Linked DNA regions of Delphinus delphis: region 2 is linked to region 1. Evidence: chromatin contacts called from public Hi-C data. All regions are on one chromosome and are shown on one strand. Each heading gives the region's core, a stretch centred on a gene start, on an enhancer-like site or on the middle of the called end of the contact. The rest is flanking DNA. Distances are from core to core; before and after follow the strand shown.

The links. A called contact is a pair of places that touch in the nucleus more often than the background predicts.
Region 2: a Hi-C map of lung shows a contact between it and region 1, with 3 times the contacts expected there. The contact joins the promoter of SNRNP27 here to the promoter of TIA1 in region 1. A contact is called at or near these places in 2 of 3 Hi-C or Micro-C datasets (lung and muscle).

Annotation. Positions count from the first base shown.
Region 1 is chr12:30,929,612-30,934,278 of mDelDel1.2, forward strand. It overlaps TIA1 (TIA1 cytotoxic granule associated RNA binding protein), which reads left to right and starts at 2,308. Exons shown (of 13, transcript XM_060026420.1): 1 at 2,308-2,591. The coding sequence starts at 2,566. It overlaps TRNAG-CCC (transfer RNA glycine (anticodon CCC)), which reads left to right and starts at 1,960; the gene lies at 1,960-2,030.
Region 2 is chr12:31,233,997-31,238,871 of mDelDel1.2, forward strand. SNRNP27 (small nuclear ribonucleoprotein U4/U6.U5 subunit 27) reads right to left here and starts at 3,483. Exons shown (of 6, transcript XM_060027562.1): 1 at 3,357-3,483; 2 at 2,235-2,355; 3 at 961-1,073; 4 at 74-153. The coding sequence starts at 3,390.

The sequences.
Region 1 (4,667 bases), core at 1,058-3,557:
GGTTCGCTGATCCGGCGGCCTCCCTGCCGCAGCGCAGACAGACCGGAGCTCACCTGACTGGCAGCAGCCTCGGGAGGCCCTGTGCATTAACTTCTAATGGGCAGAAATGTCCTCAGAGCTTTCTGAAAGATTGTCTCCCGGGCTATAATCCTCAGGTTGGCTCAAATAAAATTCTCTATTGCTTTCTTAGATTGACTATTAATCAAATTTTTCGTGGACAATATAATGTCCAGAATAGACAAATCTATAGAGACAGAAGATTAGTGGGTTGTGGCGGGGGGTGGAATGGGGAATAGGAAGTGACTTCTAATTGGTAAGGGTTTCATTTTTTCGGCGGTGAACGTTCTAACATTGATTATAGAGATGGTTGCACATCTCTGTGATAACACTAAAAAAAAAACACTGGGGTTTCCCTGGTGGCGCAGTGGTAGAGAGTCCGCCTCCCGATGTAGGGGACACGGGTTCGTGCCCCGGTTCGGGAAGATCCCACATGCCGCGCAGCGGCTGGGCCCGTGAGCTATGGCCGCTGAGCCTGCGCGTCCGGAGCCTGTGCTCCGCAACGGGAGAGACCACAACAGTGAGAGGCCCGTGTACTGAAAAAACAAAACAAAAACACTGAACTGTGCATTCTATCTTTATACATTTTTTTCCTTTTTTTTTTTTTTTTTTGGCTGCCAGCCTGGGGTATTTCAATTCCGCGACCAGGGGTTAACCCCAGGCTGTGGTAATGAAAGCCCGGAATCCTAACCATTAGGCAACCAGGGAACTCCCAAACTGTACATTTTAAATGGAAGAAATGTATGTTATGTGAATTACATCTCAAAACGTTGTTTAAAAATACTATCCACTATTAACATTTGTCTTATTCATCCCCAAAAGACTAATATTTGATATCTTTGAATAAAATCCCAAGAATGTGCACCAGATTCTAAAGACAATTCTAAAAATGGTTATCCAAAAGTATCGAAGTCTAAAGGAACTAGTCCAAAGAAAACACCACATTTTGGGGCATGTACATTTCCCAATGTTTAAAAACTTTTACATAACTTATGAAATGCAATACAAAACACATAATGAGTATACTGAAGTACATTTCAGAGCCCTAATTTTTCTGCTTCCCTGGAAGAGGGCTGAAATTTGTATATATTCTGAGTCAGTTGGTTTTAGAATTCTTGGGACCTATTTGCATTAAAGAACTATTTCTTAAATATTTTTCAGTATACATTGAATATACCAAGGAGATTCAAATATAAAGAAAAATTCCGCTAAGATCTAGAAATACATTCCAGGCTCTCAAAAATTTGGTTAATACCAAGAAGACATTCTTTTTTTTTTAACATCTTTATTGGAGTATAATTGCTTTACAATGGTGTGTACTTTCTGCTTTATAATAAAGTGAATCAGCTATACATATACATATATCTCCATATCTCTTCCCTCTTGCTTCTCCCTCGCTCCCGCCCTCCCTATCCCACCCCTCTAGGTGGTCACAAAAAAGCACCGAGCTGATCTCCCTGTGCTATTCGGCTGCTTCCCACTAGCTATCGGTTTTACATTTGGTAGTGTATATATGAAGAAGACAAATTCTTAATGAAACTTTTTGTTTTTTGGCCGCGCTGTGTGGCTTGCGGGTTTTATTTCCCTGATCAGGGATGAAACCCAAGCCCCCTGAAGTGGAAGCGCCGAGTCCCGCCACTGCACCTCCAGGGAAGTCCCTTGAAACTCTTTTAAGCTAAAAATAAAAATTTTTTTAATGAGATTTTTTCCGTACAGAAAAAGCAGGAACATCTATTCAACTGTATCGGAATGAGAGAAAAGAAATCATTTCTTATATGAAAAGTAACAGATTATATGGACTCTCAATAAACTTTTATTTTTGAATAAATAAACAAATCTTCCGGGAATACACGTTTGCTTGTACGTCAACCTAAAGCATTTCAGCGAGACCAAATATCGTGAGCGCCGCTGGTGTAGTGGTATCATGCAAGATTCCCATTCTTGCGACCCGGGTTCGATTCCCGGGCGGCGCATCTAACTTTTGTCCTTGCCTTAAATAATTTTTATAATCTTTCTTCTTCTGGAAACACAATTTTTCATTTCCATGAATATTTATATTTCACTATAAATTACTGTTGACACATTCGAATCTGGAGTGGAATTCAAAAGAGTTTCCTCAAGTCATGAACTAGTTAACCTTTACGCCTGCGCAGTCTGAGACATCCCCGAGCGTCGCTGGAAGAGCGGCTGCGCAACGAGTGAATATAAGGACTGAGGTGCAGCCTGGCGGCCAGGAGGTTGAAAGTGCAAGATTCTTCTGCGCCTGCGCGGCCCGGGTCACTTCGCTGGCCGCTTCAAGGCTCCCGGCTCGCCGCCATCTTGTGTTGGGGCTTCATTGTTCGCGCTGGGCCGGGTGGTTTAGTGTAATTGCCGCCGAAGGAGGGGGCGGAGTAACCTCCGGTCGGCCGAGAAACCCAGCTATTTCACAGACATAGCAGCTCAAAAGATTTGTGAGGTAGTAAAGGGTAGAGAGCTGGACCCGGAGGCGCCGCCGCGACAGCAGCAGCCATGGAGGACGAAATGCCTAAGACTCTGTGAGTCTGGGGCAGCGATGAGGGGGGCGGGATGGTGTTGGTCCCGGAGCGAAGCTTCGGCTCTGCGCCGCTCCCCAGCCTATTGTTCCCCGCGGACGCCGCGATATCATGGTTCCTCTCCCTAGCGCTCACCGGGATGCCTAGGGACCGAGACCCGGGCTGTGAGGGGACGAGATGGACGGAGACGGGGCTCAGCCCTCTAAATTAGTCCCTGCCGCGTAACTACCCCACAGCGTCGCGTTTGGCTTCGTCCCGGGCGCTCTGTGGTCTTACGCGTGGAGAAAAGATTTTCATTCAAACCTGTTTTTAGAACTCGGCTAGCCTTTTTGTTCTACGCTTTTCTTCTCTCCCCCCATCCCCCTCCCCCGCGTCTCGATTAACCTCTTTTGATTTTTACAGCCGTCTCCCTTTCATTTTACTTTGATTTTCTCTAGAAACTCTTCCTTTCAGTGTCTTTCGTTGATAAGAATTTTTGTCTTGAAAATGCTTATACTGATTTTCAGGGACTTAAACTTTATTCTCGCAGTTGCCAACTGGAAAAACGCCAAATGTTTTTTCTTGAACTTCTCTGTGGCTTTCCTTCCGTGGCACCCCCTCCCCTGATCAAAAAGCCCCAAATCGGACCCCTTAAGGATCTTGAAACTGCTTTTTAAAAATGGAACTCTCCCCCGGAGGTATATATTAACTGAGGGGAAGTGAATATAATGCATTTTTATCGTCGCTTGCTACTTTTCTGATTGACATGTCGTTGAAGCAGCGGCGAGTTTTTAATGAAGCAACAATTGATAAGTACCTTAACATATTTAGTCATCTCTGAGAATTTTTAGACTTAGTGTTAAGTGATCTTAGTTTGGGATCTTTTCTTTGTCGTGTTGCTTTCCCCGCCCCCTCTCCTTTGTTTTTTTCGCAATATTATCCGCTGAGGTGATCCTGCCTTTGTTGCTTTTCTCGAAAAGAAGAAAAAGCCCGATGAGTTTTTGACGTAGCTTTTTTGTTTTTATTCTTAGAATACTGGCAGTTTGAGAACTCAAGGCAATAAAAATACGCTCAGGTTTCTTTTTGCAACTCTCTGGATATCACAGTTGTTATGAAGTACAACGTAATCAATTATTTTTTTCGCCAACAAAATAGTTTACGTTTTGTAATCTATATGAGAAATATAGTTACACTTGTTTTCTTAATGAATAGGTAAACTTTTTTGATAGTTTGTCTCATAATCTGTTAGTTACGTTATGTGTCTTTTTAATAGGATGCAGCAATTAGCCCATGACTTTTGTCTTTTGAAAGATTATATCTGTAGATGAATACTCCCTAAAACATCATTAGCCCCATAGAGTTTATGGAAACCTTTTTTCCCTCTTGCCTCTTCGCTGGAAGTATGATAGCCAGCAGCATATTGGATTAAGAACGGCTCATCTTTTATAATGTCTTTAAGAATCTTATTTTGAAGTTTTTAATTTCAGAAACTGCCAAAAATAATCTGAGAATTTAACCTATTTAGTACGTTGATTTGGGAATATCAAATAATGAAGACAACTTAAGCTTTCCTAGGCCAGTCTACAAAAGCAAGCAGTACTAGCTTGGGGACAGGGGACCAACCATTGCAGGAGAATTAATGAAGTTTTATTTATTATTTAATTTATTATTTATTTATTGAATACTTATCGTTTGCCATGTGTTCTCTGTTAAGTGCTTTATGAGCTTGTGTAATCCTCATCAGAATTCTGCAGTAAATGGGTCCATTTTACAGCTGAGGAAAAGCTAAGCTTAGAATTAAAGTAACTCATCCCAAGTCATATACCCTTTTGTTCATCATCCTGCAACTCTACTGTCCTCAACTCTTGACACTTACATTTATGACTAATTTTGCCTTGTATGCTTTACTAGAACACCCCATCCAAGAATCTTTTCCCCAAAGTAGTCCATGCTTTAACATTTCCTATTATCCCCTCCCTCGCTTCTGCCTTTCTCAACCAAAACTCCCATTCTTCCAGTCAGACCAATCTTGATTAAATATGAGTAGGTGCTCATCCCTGATTTTTCCCAGCAGTGTTTTTTATTTTTAATATAAAATGT
Region 2 (4,875 bases), core at 2,233-4,732, 310 kb after region 1:
AGTAAAAGAATATGGAAAAATGGGACAGATCAGTTCAAATAAGAATACTTAACTGGCTACATGTTTTACTTACTTTTGTGGAGTCAAAGGAGGCAAATCCCATTAACTTCATCATTTCTATTTCTTCCTCTGTTTTGCCCTCCAAGTCTTCCTCTACAAAAATAAGTGACAAAATTTTAAACTCTATCATTCTATACATATAAAAAGAGAGGTGGCTTACCAGCAGAGAATACACTAAACAATTAGCTAAAGACTTGAGTTTAATGATAGAAATTCCTCAATTTGGATAGCATATAACTTAAGGGGCAAGGAAGGATTGCGCTCTCCTTCCTCCATCATAAGAGACTGCTTAAAAGGACATGCTTGGGGGCTTCCCTGGTGGCACAGGGGATAGGAAATCTGCCTGCCAATGCAGGAGACACAGGTTCGATCCCTGGTCCGGGAGGATCCCACATGCCGCGGAGCAACTAAGCCCGTGCACCACAACTGCTGAGCCGGCACTCTAGAGCCCACGAGCCACAACTACTGAAGCCCACGTGCCTGGAGCTCATGCTCCGCAACAAGAGAGGCCACCATAATAAGCCCACGCACTGTAATGAAGGGTGGCCCCCACTCGGCAACGAAGACCCAATGCAGCAAAAAATAAATAAATAAGTGTTTTTAAAATGACATGCTTGGAGCCTTTAGGAAGGACCATCTTTAATATCAGACAGAACACTAGTTTTGACGATACTTCCAAAATATAATATTCTCATGTTTTTAACTGTCCTTGTATCTAGAGCACCAGATAACCAGCAACTAAGGTACAACTAAAACAACATCTCAAAACTACATGCAATGAACACTATTAAAAACTTAATAGTTAAATGTTCAAAAATTATACTTTTATAATTTTATCATAACTGTAGTTATCTAAACATGGCTGTACTTTTCCTACAGTTATTTATCTAATAACATTACCAGTTATCTGACGTTCTTTGCTCTTTGTTTCTTTTGTTTCTTTCTTCTCTTCATCTCTTCTTTCTTTTAGTCGAGAAGGGGAAGGAGATGTGGATCTATGTCGTCTTGGGGATCTAAAATTTAATAAGTAAAAATGTCAGAAACAAAGACATACCCGGCCACTTGTGCTGATGAGCACAGATATACATGAGTGCCTGCAAGGTAAAGGCTGAACAAAAGCCAGGCTCTAGAGAACCAGGAATTTGTTCCCCAAAGCAGAATGAGGAAGAAGGCCCTGAATGTTAGCAAAAAATTATTTATTGTTTAATCATCAGTTACACTCAGTATAGCTAGGGCAAAAAAATTTTCTGTAAGGCAGAAAAAAGCAACGAAACAAACAAATGTGTCTGATGCTTATTAAGAATCAGAGTCCAAGGACTTCCCTGGTGGCGCATTGGTTAAGAATCCGCCTGCCAATGCAGGGGACACGGGATCGATCCCTGGGCCAGGAAGATCCCACATGCCATGGAGCAACTAAGCCCGTGCGCCACAACTACTGAGCCTGCGCTCTAGAGTCCGTGAGCCACAACTACTGACACCTGCGTGCCTAGAGCCGGTGCTCCGCAACAAGAGAAGCCATCACAATAAGAGGCCTGCATGCAGCAACAAAGACCAAACGCGGCCAAAAATAAATATATAAATTTATTAAAAAAAAAAAAAAGAACCAGAGTCCACTTCTAAGATTCTTCCAAGATCTCACATTCTGTTTTTTTTTTTTTTTTTGCGGTACGCGGGCCTCTCACTGTTGTGGCCTCTCCCGTTGCAGAGCACAGGCTCCAGACGCGCAGGCTCAGCGGCCATGGCCCACGGACCCAGCCGCTGTGCGGCATGTGGGATCTTCCCGGACCGGGGCACGAACCTGTGTCCCCTGCATCGGCAGGCGGACTCTCAACTACTGCGCCACCAGGGAAGCCCTCACATTCCTGATTATATACTTGAATAAATTATTATCACCAAAAGTAAATAAAAAAGCAAGACAAAAATACAAAACACTTATTTCTTACTCTTGCTAAGTGCTTTTCACGTATTATTTCTCATTTACTCCTCACGGCAACTCTACTATGTGGAATGTTATCAACCCCATTTTATCAATGCGAATGTTAGGTTTAGAATAAAGTGGGATAAAGTTCCCCTCATTTCATGAAATCATAAGTGCCTTTGTAAGTGATAACAACAGAGTCAAGCGCAGCGACTACAAAGCTGTGGTAAAACTTCTGGTTATTTTCTGCACTTACCTGGAACGTCTTCTGTGCGGGGATCGAGAGCGGCTTCTTCTCCGGTCTCGCTCTCGGGACCGGGACCTTTCTCGGCGCCTGCGTTCTCTCTCTCGGGAGGTGGACCGGGACCGCCTACGCTCTAATATAAATACAAAATTGTAGAGCCGAAAATTACCTCCAACATCTACTGGATGCTGCGCCGACCAACAGTAATATAATGCGCGCCATTTCTAGATGTCACATTAAAAAAGTAAAAAAGACGCATGAAATTAATTTTAACAGTATAGATTTAACCCAATATATCCAAACTATTAGCATTTCAACATGTGCTCATTATAAAAAATGGACACTTTATTCTTTCTTTTTTCCGCATTAAATCAAAGAAATCCGGTGTGTATTCGACTTCAACAGCAGCTCTCAATTCCGATTGAGAACATGTTAAGTGCTCAATAGCCCTTTGTGGCTCGAGGGCTCATTTAACTTTTAAGATCAACCCTGATTAGCTGAAGGTGATAAAAACTAACGAGGGGGCAAAATCGAGGGACTACCTGACATCTCCCGATCCAAGTCCTGGCTTCTCTACCTCTCACTGCCCACTTCATGGGCCAGAAGACATTACGAGGTGAGCTTACGAGGTGAGCTCCCTGCACGCAAACTCCTAACCATCGATTTCCCTACTATAAACTGGAAAGGAAACCCTGAGCATTTAAGAACCTGGCGGTATCACATGCTGAGTGTTACGCAGTGTGGCATCAATTCTCACTTCAGTTTTTAAAGGTAAGCAATATTACCCCCAATGTCTAATTACGGGAACTCGGACGCAGGAAGGCTGAATGACTTGCAATCGGTCACCCAGAAATGAAGGGAACCGTGGCCTGACTCTACATTCCCCAGCCACAAGTACAACAAAAGTTACTGTATGAGGGCGACAAAGGGTCGGCGAAACCCCAACTTCGGAAAAAAACTGCCTTCAAATCCGAGGGCTGAAACGTGTAGGGCCCAGGTCTTCGTTCCCCATCCACCCCCTCTCTTCTCCTCCTGAGAAAAGGTCCCTCCTCTCCGCGGCCCTTGGACTGGGAACAAAATGGGAGACGGGTCTTCGACCGAGCCCCAGACCCTCAGAACTGCTTCTGGACTCACCCCTTCGCGGGGACCGGCTGCGGCTGCGACCCATTCGGAGTCCTCCCCAACCTCACGCCGCCCCGGAAACGACTATGCAACAACTTCCGGGAGGGCGGGGAACTGAGCTTTCCCTGCAGCCTGGGAAGCGTCGAAACGAGTCGCCAGGGTTCCGGCTTCTAAGGAAGGCGGGAGGTGATGCGCTTGCGCAGAGTCACGCGGCCCCGGCCCGATGTCCCCTCTTCCGAGTCTGGAGTTTTCGCCGAGAGCAGTTATCCTGTCTGCTCTTTCAACCCCCGTTTCGAGGTGGCTTCCCCATTTTCTTTGTCCACGGTGGGCGTTAAAATGTGTTGCCTGATGTTATTATAGAAATGTCTGGAAAAAGCCATATATAAACCACCCTAATACAGTTCTCATTCCTCCCCACCCCCCATTTTTCTTTCCGACTGTCTTGTCCACATGCATAAAATATTTCATACCAAACCAATTGTAAACACAGCATACGCAAATAGTTTTAAGTCCACCTGGGGAAGAACTAGGGTGGGTCAGGAGGCAGAGGGGGAAAGGGGAAATAAAGTATGGTTGAGAGCTTTTATTGAGTTTTGTGGGAGGGAATAGCAGAGGCTGGGAAGCAGGCTAAGTAGGTTTAAGACTGACTAGTTTGAATAATTACAGCGGGCCTTGGGATTTAGGGGCTGTCCAGAGCTGTTGTTACCTGGCCCTGGGGTCATTATAGCAGAGGAAAAATGCCTTGGCTTGTGAGCTCGATAAAGGAGGTGGTTGGAGAGTACGGGCTTTCCCCTGGCTGGTTTGCATATGAAAGGCACACTCAGAAGGGGAGTCTTTTGCTATCTCTAGAAATTAGCTAGCCCTGGGAAGGGCAGTCTCAGCAAGGCCCCAGATGTCAAAACAGCAGAAAATGAAAGAAATAAAGGCATGATTAATACAATTATTCACACAAATGTTTACTGCACACCTATGTGCCAGAGGATTTAATCAATGAAAAAAACAACTCTGCTCTTGAGTAGCTTGCAGTCCAGTGAGGGATACAGTGTCAAGATGCACTGAGAGGGGCAGAACAAGATATTATGAGTGCACATAAAGTGGGTACCTAACTGGTTTGAGGGGAAAGCTTCTCAAGAAAAGTTTCCAGGAGGAAATGATGTCCAAACGAGACCTTAGGGATGAGTAGAAATTAGCCAGGTTAATTGGGGTGATTTCTGTGGTGTGGACAGGTGGAAGAGATTGTGTGGGCAAAGGAGACTGCATATGCCAGGGCAAGAGGCAAGGGAGCAGACAGGCTAAAAGTAGAGAACTAAAGAAGTATGGCAGCCACCTAGGCAGCAAGAAGTGGAATGTACAGACAAGACTAGAAACCTTGTAAGCTATGGTAGAGTTATCCTGAGGCAAAAGCAATAGCCTTTGAAGGGCTTTGAGGACCGGAGGGAATCACATTTGCGTTTATTCAGAGAACACTTTGGGTAACTGGAGACTTGACTACAGGGGGAGAACACCTAGGGAGGATGGTACAATAATCTAG